Linked DNA regions of Sus scrofa: all the other regions are linked to region 3. The links are chromatin contacts, called in public HiChIP or PLAC-seq maps. All regions are on one chromosome and are shown on one strand. The core of a region is the stretch at or near the end of the contact, and the rest is flanking DNA. Distances in the headings are between cores, read along the strand shown. Region 1 holds the start of CLSPN (claspin). Region 2 holds the start of C6H1orf216 (UPF0500 protein C1orf216 homolog). Region 3 holds the start of NCDN (neurochondrin).

Region 1 (3,876 bases), core at 476-2,975, 220 kb before region 3:
AGATTTCTCATATACATTCTTATTTGATTCTCACAACAATCTTGCAGCACATAATTATTATTACCCTCATTTTATAGATGAGGAAATGAAAGTTCAAAGGAATTAAGTAATTTGCCCAAGGTTATACAACTATCAAATTACTAGACTGGATTTGAACAGAAGTCTGTCACATTCCTAAAGACCTGATCATGCCTTTAGCCGGGGGACATAGCTGAAATAGCCCAGTGTAATACTCACATTGAGGGTGATCAAATAATATTGTGACAAAACCAATTTATTTTTAAAAGGCATGTGAAATTTGATTATGAGGGCCTTTAAAAAATACTTTAAGTAGCAAATTAAGGTGGGGTTTCACCATTCAGCTATGTAAACAAGTTTTAAGTAAACAAACCTGCAAAGTTTCCAAGCTCAAATGGTAGACTGAATTTTCTACACACTATAAAAATGAAATGCTTTACAACAAAGTCCACTGTGTAGACAAGGTATAACGTTAAAAGTTAATTCTAACACAGCCCCTAAACCCTGCCCTACTTAGCCAAGACATTAGAAACTTGTTGGGGTTCCAAGTAAGAACACCAGATGCCAATCTGCAGGGTATTGGTTACAACCAGGAATGGTTCCCCCGCTTTGGGCAGAACTGGGGAGATAACCAGAGGCCATTCACAATGATGGGGAATTACAGTTTCCAAAGCACTTTCTCCTTCATTTGATCCTCACAACTACCCATAACCCAATTAGAAGACACTTGGGGCGTTAAAGCTTCTGCTGGAGCGCGCGCGCTGGCGAGTAACTCGGCCGTCACTAAGGCACTAGCACAGATCACTGGGTCTGTGACACAGACTCACAGACCGAGGCATAGGACTAGATTCCCCAAGATTTCAGGGCCTTTGAGAAAGGGTGGGCACTTTGCCCCTTGGCCTTCGGTGGTAATGAGAAGTGTTTAAGGGAAGTTCTCTTTCTTCTTTATCTGAGGGCTCTGAACTGCCTGCCAGTGCAAAGAAAAATAGGGGTGCGGCCTCAAGCCAAAAATACTCCTGGTAGTAGGTGGGGTAGTCCTTGCCGGTACAGGCCTCCACTGCGCACAGATCGTCCCTTCTGAGGCCCAAACTGGCCTCGCCTCCACCGCGGAGCACAGCTCTCTGAGGTTGGGTCAGGTCTCCCCTCTACCTGGGTACGCAGGTCACCTTCCTGGGCCTCCCTCTCTTAGACCTTAAGAACTGGCTCATCTCTCCTTGTTGGGGCGCGGTCCCCGCGCCCCCCCGCCCCGAGGCCCAGGTCAGCTCCCTCTGCCTTGTGCCATGGGGCACCAGTCCCCTTCCCCCAGGCCTAATGGCCCAACCCAGGTACGCGCGACTCGATGAGGGCCACAGGGAGCGGCCGGCCCTCCTGCCCACCCGTGCCGGGGTGCAGTCCCCGTCCCAGACCGAGCGCGCTCCTCACCGGGTCCCACTGCTTCCATGGCGGCGGCGGGGGCCGCCTCGCCCCGGTCCCCGGCGCCTCCCGCTCCGGGCCCCGCCGCCGCCGCCGCGTAACGCTTGATCTCCGGAATATTGGCGCTGGGGGGGCGCCGCGGAGACGCGGGCGCTGGGCAGGGGGCGGCGGCGGCGCCCGGCCGGGGGACAGGGACTCGGCTCCCACGGCTCTTCCGGCCTCAGCGGCAACAAAAACAATCCCCGCCGCCGCCGCTGCCAGCGGGAGCGGGAGCCGGGGCGCGCGCCCGCCAGGCGGGGAGGGGGCGCGGGTTGTGGGGCGCGCGCGGCCCGGGGTCCTGGCTCGCGGAGGAGGCGTGCGCGGCCCCGGACGCCGGGTCCACCCAGCCCGGCGGGGGGCAGGGGCAGGGTGGAGAGGGGGGCGGGCGCTTGCCCAGAGAGGGCAGCACCCCGAGGATGTGTCGAGTGCGCGCGCGCCCGCCTGCACTGTCCTGTGGCCCAGGGCGGCCTTCCTGGGCGAAGGGCCGTGGGGCCCTACACGCTACACTCCCAGAGCCTCCGCGAAAGATGGGGACCAGAACCCCGGATCCACAGACACAGCTCTCCACTTCTGTCGGTGGAAAGGGTCCCGAGATCTCCCACTTCAGACCTCTTCTTTCACCTCTGTCTTCTCTCTCTCCAGTGAGTGTCCCAGGACTGAAAACACCGGGGTCACCACAGACACAGCATTTTCCCTCCACTTCTTCATCCAAGACTGTACACTGAGGTGCCGGTCCTGACCCATGTAGCTGAAAGCACCACGGGAATGGACTATGATGAACGATGCATTCTCTTGCAGACGATGACGAGCACCTCTGCTCAGCAAGTCACTAGTCACTGAAAAGTCTTGCTTTCTCTGATGACTTGCGATCTCTGATGACGTCACCTTAGCAGCCAAGAGCCAAAGGAGCAAAACCCCACTCCAAGATGGCATGGTCAGCCCGGCAGAGCCAGCTGGGGTGTTTAGTTGGGACTTTAAATTGAAGAACATAGTCTTCAGAATGAGACAGATCTCTGTCCACCAGATAAAAAGGTACAATGCATATGCTGTACTCATTTGCTAGAGCTGCTATTACAAAAGTACCACAGACTGAGTGATTTTAAACAACAGAAGTTAATTTTCTTACAGTTATGGAGGCTAGACATCCCACATCAAGGGTTGGTTTCTCTAAGATTTCTCTCTTTTGCTTATAGATGGCCGTCTTCTCCCTGTGTTTTCACATGGCTTTCCTTCTGTGTCCAAATGTCCTCTTATAAGGACACCAGTATACTGGATTAAGGTTCAACTTACAGACTTCGATTTAATTAAATTACCTCCCTAAAGACCCTGTCTCCAAATACAGCAAGTTCTGAAATAATGGGGTGGGGGTTAGGATTTCAACATGTGAATTTTGAGGGGACACAATTCAGCCTATAACATGTGTAGTGAGATAGTCATTTGAACACTTTCCGTGTGCAGCCATAGAGCCAAGTAATTTCTGTATGATAAAAATTATTAAAAAAATATTAGGGGCACATTGTGGCCAGACACTGTCTTATGGGCTTCACATGTCATTTAATCTTCACAACCACCTATAAAGTAGATATTATTAAGAAAGTTATCAGTATGGATGAGGAGACTAAAACTTAGGGAAGCTAAGAAAGTCAGGCTCTGCATTGCATGATAGGACAGAAAAGCATGGAAAAATTTGAGTTCTAAATTCTGCATTCTAGGAGTTCCCATCTTGGCTCAGTGGTTAACGAACCCAACTAATAAGCATGAAATTGCAGGTTTGATCCCTGGCCTCGCTCAGTGGGTTAAGGGTCCAGCATTGCCATGAGCTATGGTGTAGGTCGCAGAAGTGGCTCAGATCCCGAGTTGCTGTGGCTGTGGCATAGGCCAGCAGCTGTAGCTCCGATTTGACTGCTAGCCTGGGAACCTCCACATGCCGTGGGTGCGGCCCTAAAAAGACAAAAAAATAAAAAATAAAAATAGATCCCGTGGCCAGTGTTAACGAATCCGACTAGAACCATGAGTGCGGTCGGTCCCTGCCTGCTCAGTGGTTAACGATCCGGCGTTGCTGTGAGCTGTGGTGTAGGTTGCAGACGCGGCTCGGATCCTGCGTTGCTGTGGCTCTGGCGTAGGCTGGTGGCTACAGCTCCGATTCAACCCCTAGCCTGGGAACCTCCATATGCTGCGGGAGCGGCCCAAGAAATAGCAACAACAACAACAACAACAACAACAAAAATAAATAAATAAATAAAATCCTGCATTCTATTCCTAGCTGATTCCAGCCTTGGCTGGCTATGGAATTGGGACTTTTAATCAAGTAACTGGTTCCAGTCTACTGATAACATACTCCAAGTTCTTTCCATAGTGCCATACTACTTCTCTGTTAAACCAAATATTTACTGGAAACAATGAAAG
Region 2 (4,365 bases), core at 1,448-3,947, 140 kb before region 3:
GCATTTCGGGCTCCTCATAATACTAGAGGAATAGAAGAAAGGAGGCCACACTGTAGGCTGGACTGGTAATGGCTATCAAGGGGAAAGAGAATTGCTACTACTTAATGAGGGCCAAGAGGTATGCAAGTGGGACCCAGGGGACTGCTTTGTGCTCTTGTATTAATCATGATTCTGGAGTTCCCGTCGTACCTCAGCGGAAATGAATCTGATTAGCATTTGTCAGGACGCAGGTTTGATCCTTGGCCTTGCTCAGTGGGTTAAGGGTCTGGCTTTGCCCCAAACTGTGGTGTAGTTTGCAGACGTGGCTCGGATCTGGCATTGCTGTGGCTGTGGTGGAGGTTGGTGGCTACAGCTCCGATTCAACCTCTAGCCTGGGGACCTCCCTATGCTACGGATTGGCCCTAAAAAGACCAAAATAAATAAATAAATAAATAAATAAATAAAAATTCAGGATTCTGTTGTTTTACAGTGAAAGAAATTCCACTCAAATTAGGCTTGGCAAAATAAGGGGCTTATTGCAAGGAATACAAGGACTTCAGGAAACAGGAACAGGACTATCACCAGGCCTTCTATCTTTCTGTGTCTGTATGTCAACACTAATTTCTCCTTCTACAGACTGACTTCTGCTTGGCAGGGAATGTGATTGCTATAGCCCTGGGCTCACATCTTCCCTGCTTTGTCTTCCTTTCATTTTATTTCAGAAAGTCCTAGAGAAGGAGTCTGACTCACCTAGAGCAGGAGTCCTGTTTCTGGACTCATCAGGCTCCCATTTGACCCATCTAGTTAGAGCTGGGAGAGACGGGGCTGGAAGGAGAGGCAGGAGGAGCTGTCTAGGGCCCACCAAACAATCAAACAATGTTGTGGCTGTGTGACATGGGGAGACTGGCATTACTGTAGACCGCCAAAGCTCAGAGACTTCACAAGTGAGGATTTGGGTCACTTCCTAGGGAAGACAACTCCAGCTGAAGGTAAGGGGAAGTTAGAGTGATTAAGGGGAAAGGGAGGCTAGTTAGGCCTCAGGACCTGATGTAGAAATGGGATGGAGGTCTCTGCATGTGTATACATTTTTTTGGTTTTTGCTCTTTTTTTTTCAGAGATACACCCACGGCATATGGAAGTTCCCAGGCTAGGGATTGAATCAGAGCTGCAGCTGCCAGCCTATGCCACAGCCACAGCAAGTGGGCATCCAAGCCGCATCTTCGACTTACACCACAGCTCATGGCTGGATCCTTAACCCACTGAGTGAGGCAAACCCACATCCAAACCCACATCCTCATGGATACTAGTCAGATTTGTTTCTTCTATGCCACAATGGGAACTCCCTCCGCATATATATTTTTAGCTGGGGGAGTACCCAAAGCTTGAGTTACTTCTTCCTTTTCCGTTTTATTTCCTTTTCTCTCTTAAAATAGTTGTCCTAATCATAAAATGATTTTTCTCTTCCACTTCCTTTATTTTGTTTACAGGATGTGTTGGTGTGATTTAATTTGCCATTTAATCTCTATTGCAGAGTGGGAAGTTAGAATTAAGCTGGGAATGGAAGAGGATGCCTCATCATAGAGATCAGACTCAAATTCTCTTAAAAAAAAAAGCAAAAGAAAGGAGGGGGAAAGACAATGGTATTTTCTAATGTATTACGACTCAAAAATGAATCCATATTAGTTTAGTTGAGGGTTTTTGTTGTTGTTGTTGTTTGTCTTTTGTAGGGCCGCACCCATGGCTTATGGAGGTTCCCAGGCTAGGGGTCCAACTGGAGCTGTAGCCGCCGGTCTACACCATAGCCACAACAACGCTGGATCCTAGCCGCGTCTGTGACCTACACCATGGCCTGCCAGAACCTTAACCCACAGAGTGAGGCCAGGGATCGAACCATAGTCCTCATGGACACTAGTCAGTTCGTTAACTGCTGAGCCACAACAGGAACTCCTAGTTGTGCTTGTTTTTAATTGGCAGGGGGAGGGGGGAGCATGGGGAAGTTATAGCCAATTGCTTGGTTTGTCCAGTAAAGGTGAGGGTGTAGAAGGGATCTTCTGGAAGATCCTATGACCTGAAGGCTAAATTTGTCCCATATTTTTTTCTGGGGCTGCCTCTCCTTAACAGCCAGTGCTTTTCGGTTTTATCAATAGAGTCAGCAATTACTCTGTTCATTAAATGACTTTAATCAGATAAGCACAAAAGAAACATATAACTTTAAATGGTGATAGCTGCTATTAAGAAAAGGAATAAAACACCCTGGAGGATAACATAAAAAGGGGGGACTAATCTGATCTGGGAGGTTAGAGGTTTTTCTGAGAAGAGATCCGAAATATGAGATGGGGGAGAGAATTTTCGGCAGAGAGAACAGTGTGGCAGAAGGGGCGTGAAGCCCAGCTGCAGAGGCGAGGGCACAGGCTGAAGCCGCAGAGGTGAAGCAGGATGCTCAGAGCCCCACGGCTGCTGCCCTAAGGATTTAGCCTGCAATGCGGAAGCCATTGAATGGTTTTAGGCAGGAAGGTGGAGACATGATCAGATTTTCATTCTGAAAATGTCACTGAATGTGCAGTGAGGCAAACCGATCGGAGGGATCCTGTGAACGCAGTTATGAAATAAAACAGAGTCTGCAAGGGCTGGGTCAAAGGTGCCGAAGGCTCAGGAGGCGGTTCCAGCGCTCCGGCCCTCGCGCGGCTCCGCGGAAAACCGAACCGACCCACGTGGGCCTGGCCGCCCCGCCCCGCCGCGCTGACGCCGCGCGACTCCGCAGTCCCGGCCTGGGTGGGAGCGCGACACGAAAACCCGCACCCACGCCCCTGCCCGCGTGGACGCCCAGGCCAAGGGACAACCCCCCCCCGCCCCCGCCACAACCCCGACGGAAGAGTTCCCGCCGCGGGCCTTCGGAACAGAGCTAGCTGGGCGGGCCGGCGCCTCCAGGCCGTGAGTGGGGGCCCGGAGCGGGAGGGTTTGGACCCCTGCCGCAGGGGGCGGGGGTCGCAGCCTCGGCCCAGCTGCCTCTTTGGGGGAGATTAAGGAAGGGCCGTCAGTATCCTCGGTCTCCCGGGGTAGTCTCCTTCCCCCACCCCCTCAAGGCTAGGCAGGAAGGGGGGCTGCCTCCTCCCACCCTTACAGAGCGCCCCACCTCGGCAAATTGCTAATTAGCTTGGAGAGAAACCTGATCCTGGGCTGTCTCCATTCCCATTTTACCGTCTCTGAGAACCCCGTGATTCTTAGTACCACCTCCACTCATCCCAGCTTCCCTCACGGCCCCCGCCCAAGCTTAGAAAAAAAGAAAACATTGGGCCAGGAAGATCTCCAAGCCCCTTGCTTAACAGGATGGAGTGTGTAGGTTACAAAGGGACTGTCCCTAAACCGTTGCTCCTAGGACCTCTTCCCACTACTGAATGTGGGAAGGGTCCCTGCTCCCTCCACTTACACTATCCCTCACTCTTACTGAACCCCCACTTTTTCGAATCCTAGTAATATATGGTCAATAGAAAGCTCTCGTCAAGTAAACACTAATTTTGGGAGAGGTCGGTTGTTGGGGAGGAAGAATAATGGGGCATGCCCTCTTTCCAGGGCCTCAGGATGGAGCAAGCTAGAGGCAGGGGCACCGGGATTGTGCTAGACATGGAGGCTTCAAAGGGCCGGGTCAGGGGAGAGAGGCTTGTCAGTGGGGGAGGGGGTTCCTCTCTGAGCAGAGGGGCGAACCTAGGCTTCAGCTGTAGCCTCTGCTACTGTTGTTGGGGTCTTCCTGAGCATAGATATCCCACTGCAGTCCCCCTCCCCCATTCACACACTCACTCGGCAAGGATCTACTGTACCTGGTTAGTGCCAGGCTCCATACTGGCTCCTGAATATGATGGAAGATATATAGAGGAATTCTATCTCTAGTCACAGAGCCAGAAGTGGAAGCTGCTATTGTAAGACAGATAAAAAAGCAAAACCCCAAAAACTTGAATAGACATTTACTGACCATCAAGAAACAAACATGGGAGTTCCCGTCATGGCTCAGTGGTTAACGAATCCGACTAGGATCCCTGGCCTTGCTCAGTGGGTTAAGGATCCGTGAGCTGTGGTGTAGGTTGCAGACACGGCTCGGATCCCGCGTTGCTGTGGCTCTGGCGTAGGCCTGCAGCTACAGCTCCAATTCGACCCCTAGCATGGGAACCTCCATGTGCCGCAGGAGCAGCCCAAGAAAATGGCAAAAAGACCCAGGGCAGTGGGGATTCAGAAGAAGGCACAGTTAGCTGTGTTAGTGTCTTTTGGGCAGAGGGGAGAATATCCAGATGGCTTAGAGAGGTGGGGCTATTAGAGCTGAGTTTTGAGGTACAAAAAGGAATTGTCTGGGTGGCAAAGGGAGGAGTTTGGAGGGAAGGGGAGAGGAAGGGTAGT
Region 3 (4,074 bases), core at 432-2,931:
AGCTGGCTCGCAATCCGAGGCCATGATGCCCGCCTTGCCCAACTGTGAACACAAGAGGGACTGAGCATCCCTCTGCAGAGGAGGGGTGGGGGTGGGAGTGGAGGATGGAGGGAAGGATTAGCACAGAGGGGAGGATCAGGAGGGACGGACTCCTCAGAACTGACCTCCCTTGGGGAAGCCCCTATAAGAGGCTGGACCCACAAGTCCTTAGGGATGAAGAAGGGACCCTGGTCCAAGGTCACCTCCAGAAAGCGGGAAAGAAGGACCATGCATCCTGCTGCCCAGCTGGACAGCTAACCTCACCAATTTCCTTGGGGTGGGAGGGGGCTGGCCCCACTGCTCCGCTGCCACCTGGCACCAAAGGCCAGGTTTTGTTTCCCTCCATCAGGCATACAGGGAAGGAGTGGTGAGGACAGACAAGGAGGAATGGAAACATACATGGGTGAAGTTCGATTATCCGGACTCAGGCCGACAAGAGGGAAAAGGGCATCTTGGGTTTCCTTTCCCCTCCCTTCTTCAGAAAAGGCAGGAGACAAGCTTCAGCAGAAGTGAAGAAACAGGGCGCTGACCAGGGAAGGCTAGGAGGCCCCTCTGGGGACCCCACCCCTCCAGCCAGGTCTCTCAGTCGCCCCCGCAGGCTCCTTGCCTCCTCTCCTTTCCCTCCCTCGGGCAGAAGCTGCAGCAGCAGCAGCAGCAGAAGCAACAGCAGAATTAACCCTTTGCGTTCCCTCTCCTCGCCCTCCCCGCCCGGCTACCAGCCTGTCGATGCCGGAAGGGGCTGGAGAAGCAAGAAGGGGTCCCGGGTAGCTCCCAGGACAACGGAGAATCCAAAAGCCGGATAATCGAAGCGGGGCTGCTGAGATGGGGAGATGAGAAGGGGAGGAGGATTCCTGGCGGTCACCACCTGTCCCGCAGCAGCCAGGTCACAACACGACATTGATGAAGTCACGACAGGGCGGCGATGAGATCACACTTCACGATGGCGCGGTGATGTCACGGAGAGATCACGGCAAAATCACGACATGGGACAGCCCCCAAAGATGACAGGGCAAATTTGTAAAAAAAGATATAGCTATATACTGAAAAGGGCTGTGACAAAATGGAGTCTCGACAGAGCACGGTGATGTCGCGATATGGCGCGATGGAGTCGCGATAGGGTCCCCGGGGTGTGTGGGCATCGATCAGCGCCGGCTCCGAGTGGCCCCAGCTGGGATGTAGGGGAGGGCCTGAAGGGGGCTGAGCTCACCAGGCTGCGGCCCCGAGCAGCGAAGTCTTCTCCGAGCGCGATGCTCCAGGAGCCTGGGGCCGCTGCTCACGCCGCGTTGCCCACTCCTGGCTCCAGGCTGCTGCAGCTCCACCCCCACCCCCGCACCGCTCTCGACCAATCCGCCGCGGCCTCACTCCAGGCTCTGGCCAATGGCACGGCTGGGCGCTAAGCCGTAGGGGGTGCTGCCGCTGCCGCCATCTTGCTTATGGGTATTGCCAGAGTCTGAGGCCTGGGGCTCCGCAGGGCGGGTGAAGGTGCAGACCGCCTCGGAAGAGCAGGAGGCGACACCTTGGGGACCCCGCTTCCTTCGCTCGTGCGTAGTTCTAACCCCCCCCTCCCCCGGCACTATCCCTCCTCCACCTCTGGCTCGAGGATGGAATTGAGCTTCCGGGGGCAGGAGGGCTTGCTTAGGATGCGAAGTGTGTTTCCGGGTTGAGCCCGGGAGGTGGGAGGGGGCGGTGTTTCGGCCGCCGTAGCTGACCGGAGAGGCTGAGGCGAGAGGGAGCTATCCCGGTGGGGAGCCCGCACCCCCTTCTTCCTTTTCCTCCTCCTCTGGGTGAGAGGAGCGAAGGTTGGGGCCCTGACCCCATGGACCGGGAGGAGGCGGAGGCCGCCGAGAGCCGGGGCCCCGCTGTGTGGCCCTGAGCCCCGGTAGGTGGCCGGGGGCGGCTGGCTGCCAGGCGGAGGACCACGAGCTCAAGGGAGGGGCAAGCGGGAGAGGCTCTTTCTGTGTGTGCGCTGGGACCCGGAGGTGGTGCTCCTGGTCCCACTAGAGCAGCCAGCTGTTTCTGGTTTTGCAGGTTCGGAGCTCGAGTTCCAGGTTGAATCCCGCCCGGGCCTGGTCATGCGGCTCCCTCTATTCCCCGACAGACAGAATGGCCTCGAAACTCAGCTGGTCTTCTTCCCTCGCCCATAGCTACTGTCCCTGGTGTTTGTTCCCCCACCAAGACAGAAAGTTGAACAGAATAAGGGGGGCGGGGCTGAGCACTACGTGTGAATTATGATGCGAAACCTGTCTTATTCAGGACTTGGAAAATTATGCCCCACAGAAGGGTCCTGTGGTGGCCGCAGTGAGCACAAAGGTGAAATGAAGGAAGTCAAGAGAAAAGACCTCTGGCGAGATTCCAGGAAAGCTTTGCTTTCTCTCACCTCAGGGAGGTTGTGTCCAACCGACAGTAGATGCAGTTAGTGAGGAGCATTAGCCGACTCTCCGTGTGTTTTCTTATCTGATTAATCAGACTGGAAGCTAGGAACAAACTGGAAAGACGACCTCCCAGAACAATCTGTTCATTTTTCCAGCTATTTGGAAAACAATGTCTGCAAATATAAGCAAAGCTATTCATGGCAGTCTGTTCTGTAACTTTCCCAAATATCTTAGACTTTTCTTTTTAAGGAGCTTTATTCTTGATTACTCATACCAGCTGAATAGGCTGTTTCAGCCGTGCTCTGTCGTTGCTCAAACATATCTTATCGCTGGGTACATAAATGGAGTTCCACGTATGTAGCTGACAGACTGAACTATGATACATCCCCCATCAACCTGAAGTATTAAGTAAACATTACCCCCTGCTCTGTCTGAACAGCTGCTGCAACAGAGAGTGCTTTTATTTCGGGTGTACTTGTAACGCCCTAAATGCCAGAACTATTGCAAGCTTTTCTAGATTTTCATTTGTCAAGTATTGTGGGGGTGTGTGTTCTCTCCATGGGCTGTTTCCCTTTGCTTCTATAACAAACCATTTGGATCTTGGTGATGTATTGTTCTTGCCTCTGGTCAGCAAGCCTCTGGCTGGACCCTAGGAGTGATTTGTGCCCTTAGGCAATTGTAGGTTTCGGAGGAATGGCTGGGAGTTCACAGGAAAATAACTGCCTCTCTCTCATGCATGATTTGCGAGACATTGCACTTCTAATCATCTTGCTAATCCAATGGTGTTTATTACTCCCATTTTCAAAAGCTATTCATTTCTTTTATGCTTCTGTCGCCCACCTGCCACGCTATTGATGACAGGTGTTGAGTCACCTTGAATTTAAAATCCTTTTGTGGTAGGCAGAAATGTGTTGGATGAGATTCATACACACACACACACACACACACACACACACACACTCTCTCTCTCTCTCTCTCTCTCTCACCCATTCCATCGTGAAAGTCTAGAAAAGTTGCTGGATATACTTTCTGGCTTAGGCTCCATTTCATAATCTCTTAAGTGTGTCTCTGGACCACAGACCTTGTTGCCCCCTTCTCCCTAACATACAACTACAAACCACTAGAAATAGTAATGGATGGAAGCACATGAGAAAGATGAAGTACTTCAGATGCTTAAGGCTCAATTAAAGCTTTTTCTTGGGTGAGCCATACCTTAGCTTTGTAGCTCTGTGTGTGCGTTTGTCTATTTCCTGGTATTAATTGGTATTAATATCCAACCTATACAGTGCTGGCTGGGACTTTGTGTTGTCAGTCTGTGTCATTTGCCAGATGTGGATGACAGGTGCATATTTAGGGCAGAGGACTTTTGAATTCCTTCTTCACAATTCAGCAATTCTTGTAATGCTGCCAAGATTTATATAATAATTTATATAATATAGGGAAATCATGTAAGAAGAAACTGATGGAAAATCATTTTTTTTCTTCTGGAAAGGACCTAAATCATTCAGCTCTTTGGCGTTCCTGTCGTGGCTCAGTGGGTTAAGGATCTGGTGTTGCTGTGAGCTGTGGTGTAGGTCGCAGACGTGGCTTGCTTGGATCCTGCGTTGCTGTGGCTCTGGCATAGGCCAGTGGCTACAGCTTCAATTAGACCCCTAACCAGGGA

The links. HiChIP or PLAC-seq counts read pairs in DNA pulled down with a chosen protein or histone mark.
Region 1: an H3K27ac HiChIP or PLAC-seq map of alveolar macrophages shows a contact between it and region 3. The contact joins the promoter of CLSPN here to the promoter of NCDN in region 3. A contact is called at or near these places in 1 of 5 promoter capture datasets (fetal liver) and 1 of 2 datasets of contacts at active chromatin or transcription factors (alveolar macrophages).
Region 2: an H3K27ac HiChIP or PLAC-seq map of alveolar macrophages shows a contact between it and region 3. The contact joins the promoter of C6H1orf216 here to the promoter of NCDN in region 3. A contact is called at or near these places in 2 of 5 promoter capture datasets (fetal skeletal muscle and liver), 17 of 47 Hi-C or Micro-C datasets (adipocytes, adipose tissue, alveolar macrophages and 12 more) and 2 of 2 datasets of contacts at active chromatin or transcription factors (alveolar macrophages and skeletal muscle).

The regions. Positions count from the first base shown.
Region 1 is chr6:91,965,919-91,969,794 of Sscrofa11.1, reverse strand. CLSPN (claspin) reads left to right here and starts at 1,725. Exons shown (of 26, transcript XM_021095923.1): 1 at 1,725-2,502. AGO4 (argonaute 4, RISC catalytic component) reads right to left here and starts at 1,459. Exons shown (of 18, transcript NM_001194972.1): 1 at 1,441-1,459. The coding sequence starts at 1,459.
Region 2 is chr6:91,888,835-91,893,199 of Sscrofa11.1, reverse strand. C6H1orf216 (UPF0500 protein C1orf216 homolog) reads left to right here and starts at 2,697. Exons shown (of 2, transcript XM_021095921.1): 1 at 2,697-2,910.
Region 3 is chr6:91,745,157-91,749,230 of Sscrofa11.1, reverse strand. It overlaps NCDN (neurochondrin), which reads right to left and starts at 1,681. Exons shown (of 7, transcript XM_021095914.1): 1 at 905-1,681; 2 at 1-42. The coding sequence starts at 937. It overlaps KIAA0319L (dyslexia-associated protein KIAA0319-like protein homolog), which reads left to right and starts at 1,441. Exons shown (of 21, transcript XM_021095912.1): 1 at 1,441-1,580.